Linked DNA regions of Mus musculus: region 2 is linked to region 1. A link is a contact called in public HiChIP or PLAC-seq data. All regions are on one chromosome and are shown on one strand. Each heading gives the region's core, a stretch centred on a gene start, on an enhancer-like site or on the middle of the called end of the contact. The rest is flanking DNA. Distances are from core to core; before and after follow the strand shown. Region 1 has its middle 110 kb from the start of Gm41271. Region 2 overlaps Npr3 (natriuretic peptide receptor 3).

Evidence for each region. HiChIP or PLAC-seq counts read pairs in DNA pulled down with a chosen protein or histone mark.
Region 2: an H3K27ac HiChIP or PLAC-seq map of heart atrium shows a contact between it and region 1, with 12 times the contacts expected there. The contact joins two enhancer-like sites. A contact is called at or near these places in 1 of 15 datasets of contacts at CTCF or cohesin (the NIH/3T3 cell line), 1 of 484 Hi-C or Micro-C datasets (bone marrow-derived macrophages) and 2 of 115 datasets of contacts at active chromatin or transcription factors (embryonic stem cells and heart atrium).

The regions. Positions count from the first base shown.
Region 1 is chr15:11,589,045-11,592,156 of GRCm38.p6, forward strand. No RefSeq gene overlaps it. Among named protein-coding and RNA genes, the nearest start is that of Gm41271, 110 kb to the right of the region's middle. Within about 2 kb of position 1,662, at least 10 of the 459 cell types and tissues checked have an H3K27ac peak or open chromatin away from gene starts, as enhancers often do. A contact at or near this core is called in heart atrium, where this site is marked.
Region 2 is chr15:11,877,132-11,880,056 of GRCm38.p6, forward strand. All of the region lies in intron 3 of Npr3 (natriuretic peptide receptor 3), which reads right to left. Among named protein-coding and RNA genes, the nearest start is that of Npr3, 27 kb to the right of the region's middle. Within about 2 kb of position 1,485, at least 9 of the 459 cell types and tissues checked have an H3K27ac peak or open chromatin away from gene starts, as enhancers often do. A contact at or near this core is called in heart atrium, where this site is marked.

The sequences.
Region 1 (3,112 bases), core at 412-2,911:
CTAGACTTTGTAAAAATGGTTTCTTCTCTCTTTGTGTGGTCTGAGTAACCTCATCTGATGTCCATATCATACGAGGTTGTTTATGTCAGAGAGTGGAATAACATGGACTAGGTATGCTCAAATGGCCAAGATTTTCATTTATAGCACAGCCCAGCTAAACATGTCTCTCCCCGTCATTATTGTCCTCCCCTTTTTCCCTCCCTCCTTCTCCTCCTACTTTTTAAAGAACTAATATATATTCTAATATATATATATATTCTACATGGTTTGGAAGAATTATTTCTTCCATCTAAAATGGGTATATCGTTATATGTGTTTTCAATTTAACGGTTTTAATTCATCCACAAGCAAGTGTTGAATGGTTACAACCATTGAAAGATAATTTTCATCATAAATGAAAACTTAGATAACTAAATGACCTATTCATTTGATCTGGAACCTTGTCAATGAGAGCTCAGCCGGTGAGGGATAAGTTATAATTTAAAAAATAAAAATAAAAACTTGCCTACACCAGAAGGTATATTCTATATGTCACAAACTGAGCTCTATAACCCCTTGGATCTTTTATACACTGGCCCTTTGAGGTAATGGGCCACACAGTTTAATGCTTTTCACAGAAAAGGCATTGTAATTATGGAAAAGAAAGCAAATCAGCTAATTTAAAGTAAAGGGTTATTTTTTTTTAAGGCCACAGTAGACAATCTCAAAAACATGTATTACAAATTTCAAGTAACACTGAAACAAAATGAGTGTTTTGTTCCCGGCTTTCATGGAATTGGAGCATCAATTATTTCTGTTTCTTACTCAGCGTCTTTCCTGCTTTCTTCTTGCAGTCAGCTTCCTCCAGCCCCCATTTTACTCAGGACTGTCGAGCTGGATGATCGTGCTGCACACTGTGATACCAGCTCCAGCAGAAACTGACATTGCGATTTCACAGGACACTTTATCTTAAGACCATATAAATATCTAGCTCAGTGACTCAGCCTTGAGCCAGTTCAAATTAGGGGGGTAAATGAACTTGCTTAGATTAGTTCAGCCTGTGAAATGTTCCCTTCAGAGCAAATGTCCGCCCCGTCTAATTTAATTGTTCTGCTTCTTGTGTGTTCCTAGGCAAAGGCTAGAACTGAATTCACAACAAACCCTAATTCCAGATTCAAAGAAGTACTTCAATACAGCCCATATTAGAGTAAAAGCTGTGAAAATATAGTTCACAGGGAAGAAAATACGAATGGGTTCCAAGCACTAAAGGGGAGACTGGGGAGATCCCCAGTCCGCAGAGTGCTTACCAGGGACATGCAATGCCTGGCCCTGATACAAGCAAGTCGCTTAAGAAAAATGCTCAACGAATTCAGAGACATCTAGGAATGTGATGATATCAAGAGGTTTGACGATAGACATCAGTGAAGCTATGAGCAGATAGCACAGTGTAGACATAACTGGGAAGCATGCTTCAGTAGAGTCTTTGTGTCAGTCCACTTGACAATATGTGTAAAAATGGAATTCTCATCAAGAGAAACTAAATTAAGGCAGACTTACAGGATGAAAAGTATGTAAAAAATAGTAAGAAGATGCTTCGTGTCCTGAATATAATAAAAATGTACAAAGTTGATTCCTAAGCGAAAAATTACTCATTTTCCTCAGCCCCTCCTCATTAAGCCCAGCCTTTGCCACATTGACAGAAGAGGGCGCTATTTAACTAAAAATTTTGCCAGCCACCAATGTCTAAATGAGATGGGTTATGGCAAACTGAATGTATCATGTAAAAGTTACTATAAAATTACAAAACCAGAATCAAAATACTTCACCAGATAGAAATTTCTTCCTAGAAAGCATCACAAAACAGAAGAAAAGGAAGACACAACACCCCCCCCCCATCTGATTTCGAATTCCTGAACAAGCCTTTGCAAATGTGAACCGTCAGAAACAACATAGACAGGAAGCAGTAACTCGCAGAAGAAATTGACTAAACTCAGAAAAAAGAGACAAGGAACACACGAAAGTATCAGGACAGGATGAGCAGACTGCCAAATACCCGAGAGTCGACAAGCTCAAGTGATTAATATTATGGGATATTAAACCAGGAAAACAAAAGATTACAAAAGGGAAAAATACTGTGCCCCAAGAAACAGAAAGAAAATGGCTGAAATGGAAGATAAGCAATAAAGAAAAACAAATCCTATACTAGACTCCAAGGACATAGCTTCTATTTAAACCATGAAGAAAACAGCAGAGATAGCCAAACATCTGAATCTACATTTATAAAAGTTAGTGCACCTGGTAAAATGGACCAGCAACAGTCAGGTTAGAGACATAGCCAAGAAGAACCATAGAATCCAAAGTTGAGAAGGCAATTTTCTCGGAAATATCCTACGATTTACAAGGAAGCTTAAAAATATAGACTGGCATAAAAAACAGCTATGTAAATATTAGGAAAAAATTATAAACCATAGATTTTTATACCAGATCTTAATACCATGGAAAAATAATCTATGGACTTTGTTTACATAAATATAGGGCCTAAAAAATCTTATCAATGGGACTGGTGACAAACATTTCATGTATTTTATTACATACATAAGACTAAAGCAAATTTGAGCACAAGGATAGAAAAACAGAAAGGTGTTCATGTTCTGACAACATAGAGATGATGTAAGATGAGACAATAAATGAGATGCGAACTTGGAAAGAGTGATCATATTCACAGCCATGCCTTGTATCTAAGAGTTAATGGGTATGAGGCACCGGGGTGCCTGGGACAAGCCCAGCATTTGGGGGGATTTGACGCTACTTTGAGCTAAGAAGGACTTACTTCCAGATTATTCTTAGCACTTTTGTTTCTCAACACTTCGTCTCTTGCTGAGAATAAAAGGTTAAGTGCTCAACCCTAAATTTTACATCTTCAGAGTCTCCCAGCCTCTACTGAAAGAATTCAAGAGCTGGAGAGGAGGAGAACTGCAAAATGCTGTCCTGTAGACCTGACATGGCTGTTGTGCTCATTAACTCAACAGCAACTGCTTAAAATAATCAGTCAAGATTCCTGGATAGATGAGGAAGGGTTTGCCAGGCCCTACCCCTAACTGAGGAGCTACTGCAGTGTGGTAGCTGCCGGGGT
Region 2 (2,925 bases), core at 235-2,734, 290 kb after region 1:
TAATCAATTTGAAAAGCATATAGACAATATCAGGAAAAACATTAACAATAATCAACTCTGTGTAGTCATAAGCACAGAAGGGAGGAGACAGGGAGCAATTTATGTCCATCTGTAATCCTTATGGTACTGTAAATGTACTGCTTAATTGAATGTGTTACTTTTTTTCATTCATTGTATCATGCCCTTTCAATCTGGAAATCTATGATTTTTTATTTAAACATCAGGAAAAGAAGGTGAAGTTCACCCAAGGGGAAAACCAACTGTTAAAGTTCCAGCTGGTGAATAGGTCTCAAAGTGCCAAATACAATAGGAAGAATGGATCGAAGCCAGGAGTGGGATTTACAGGAAGGAGAACCCAGGGATGCTGCCAGAGCCAAAAAAAGTGTCTTCAACTTTGGCTCACCCAGTCCTAAGAAATAGTCGTGAGAACAGCAGGTCTTGGAAAGTCAGCTGACTCACTAGTGCAGAATGAATGAATGTGTGAGAAGTGAGCAGGTCAGTGAGTGTCTATCTCATCTCAGAAGTAAAACTAATGGGTTCTCTAATATAAGACTAGATAGTACTTTAGCTTTTTCTTCATTTTTCTTCTGGGGTAATTATTTTTTTCAGTGTAATCATGTACAAATATTGTTCTTATGCATGAAAATAAGCATGGCTTGGGACAATAATTGAATGGTATACTGTCCAGCTGCAGCCATGATCTAGCCCAGTGGTTCTCATCTCTTTTCTATGTGGATCACATAGGTGAAACACTGACTCCTGTCTCCAAATATGAATGCCGTGCACTTGCACGGTTAACACACAGTGAGGCAAGAAACCTTCATCCCCTTAAAGCTTCTATGGAAACCTGACAGCCTGTGAAAGGGCCCTCTTCTCTACCATTCTGCGGGAGACAAGTACCATCCACACATTATGGTGCTAAAGGTACACGACATTTTCTGTGAACTGACATGGAAACACAACTCTTTTGGGACCTCAGAGCCCAAGGTTGTGGGTATTTTCCTCTTGCTCATGAGATTTTAGAGGATCAGGATGCCATCTGGGAGCACACATTTTCCAGGATCAGGTTCACAGTTATGCTCCCTAGAGAACTCAATAAACAGTATCTGATGATCAAGAAAATGATGGCTTACATGTGGGCAAATGGTGACTGCAGCTGAAAAGGACAGTGAATCTTTGCACATTTTATCAAGTATGTGAGAGAGTAAAGGGAAACTGATATGTTAAAAAAATAAAAGTGTGTACTTTGGCCTGGTGAGTACAGAGGAAAAAAGGAAATACTTCAGCCTGCCAGGCTCACACAGAGGGCCTGATACACTTAATCTTTGGGTCATAAGTTTGCCTCCTTATTGGGCACATTGTTGTTAAGAGGATCAGACTGATGTAGTGGAAAAAGAAAGTCACTGGCCCAGGAGTCAAGGGATGCAACTAATCTCAGCTTGGCCACCATACAGCGCATTCTAAAACCAAATACCAGCACTCTGGTCTTGGAACCACTCCTAGGGCAGAGTGCTAGGCAGCTCCATTAAAATGCCCTTGAGTGAAAGCCACTGCACATGTAGGTGACCCAGTACAAACCAATTGGTGGAGGCCAGGCAGACACTTGGCAAAACCTTTTCTGAGCCAGGCCTCGAGCCCCAGGGGCCTCTCCAATGTAACATTTGTTCTCAATTTGCATTTACCAGTGACCCCAAGTGGTTTTTCAGAACCCCTGTTTTGAACTCTTTTACTACCCTGACACCATCTCCATTTGTGAAGCTGAATTTTTTTTTGTTCCTAAGGAGGTCCCATACACAGAACTTATTGCTGATGAGCATTGCTGACAAAGACATACACTGGAAAGGGTTTTTGGCTGTTTGGAGGAGAAGAGGTCAAGGTTGGTGTCTTCCCATCACAGCAATTTAAATAAATAAATAAATAAATAAATAAATAAATAAATAAATAAATAAATGTAAGAACAATACAGATTGAGTATCCTCGAAACTTTAAGTGCTGGCATGACATCACAAATAGAAACCTCCTCATATCTTGTGGTGGCTTGCAGTCAAAAGGCAGGGGCAGTTAAGACAGTGTACAAAATTATATCTTCAATCCACATGTCTAAGGTGTCTAGGAATCGGTATATTTTGCAGTTAGACTTGGATTCTACATCCCAAATAATGTGTGTATGAATATTTATCAAAATTGAAAACAAATCTGAAACCCCAAATACTTATGATCCTAAGCATTTCAGGCAAGGGATACTCTTTAAAAAGAAAGCATTTAACTGGGGGCTTGCTTACAGTTTCAGAGATTTAGTCTGTTATTACCATGGCAGAGAGCATGCATTACCCTGGAGCCAGTAGCTTAGAGCTACATTCTGATGTGTAGACAGACAGAGAGAGAGAGAGAGAGAGAGAGAGAGAGAGAGAGAGAGAGAAAGCCTGACATGGGCTTTTGAAACTTCAAGTCGAACCCCCAGTGACACACTTCCTCCAAAGAGGTTCCACCTACTCTGATAAAGCCACAGCTCCTAATCCTTCTAATCCTTTCAAATAGTACCACTCTCCAGTAACCAACCATTCAAAGCAATAAGCATTCAAATATATATGGGGCCCGTTCTTCTCAAACCACCACACACAGCAATGGGGAAACAAACTAATATATAACCTTGTAACAGAATAAAGAATCTGGTTATCACAATAAGCATAGAGCCAAGTATGGCGGGCAACACCTATAATCTCAGCACATGAGAGTTTGAGGCAGGAACATTGGGAATTCAAAGACATTTTTCACTATATAGTGAGCTCAAAGCTAGCTTGAGTTACATGAGATCCTGTCTCAAAAAGTGAAAAGAAAAAAAAAAAACATATCAAAGCATTGGATGGAATTCAAACATGGAAATCTACACAGGCGATAAAGCACAGAGCTTACCACACACACGAG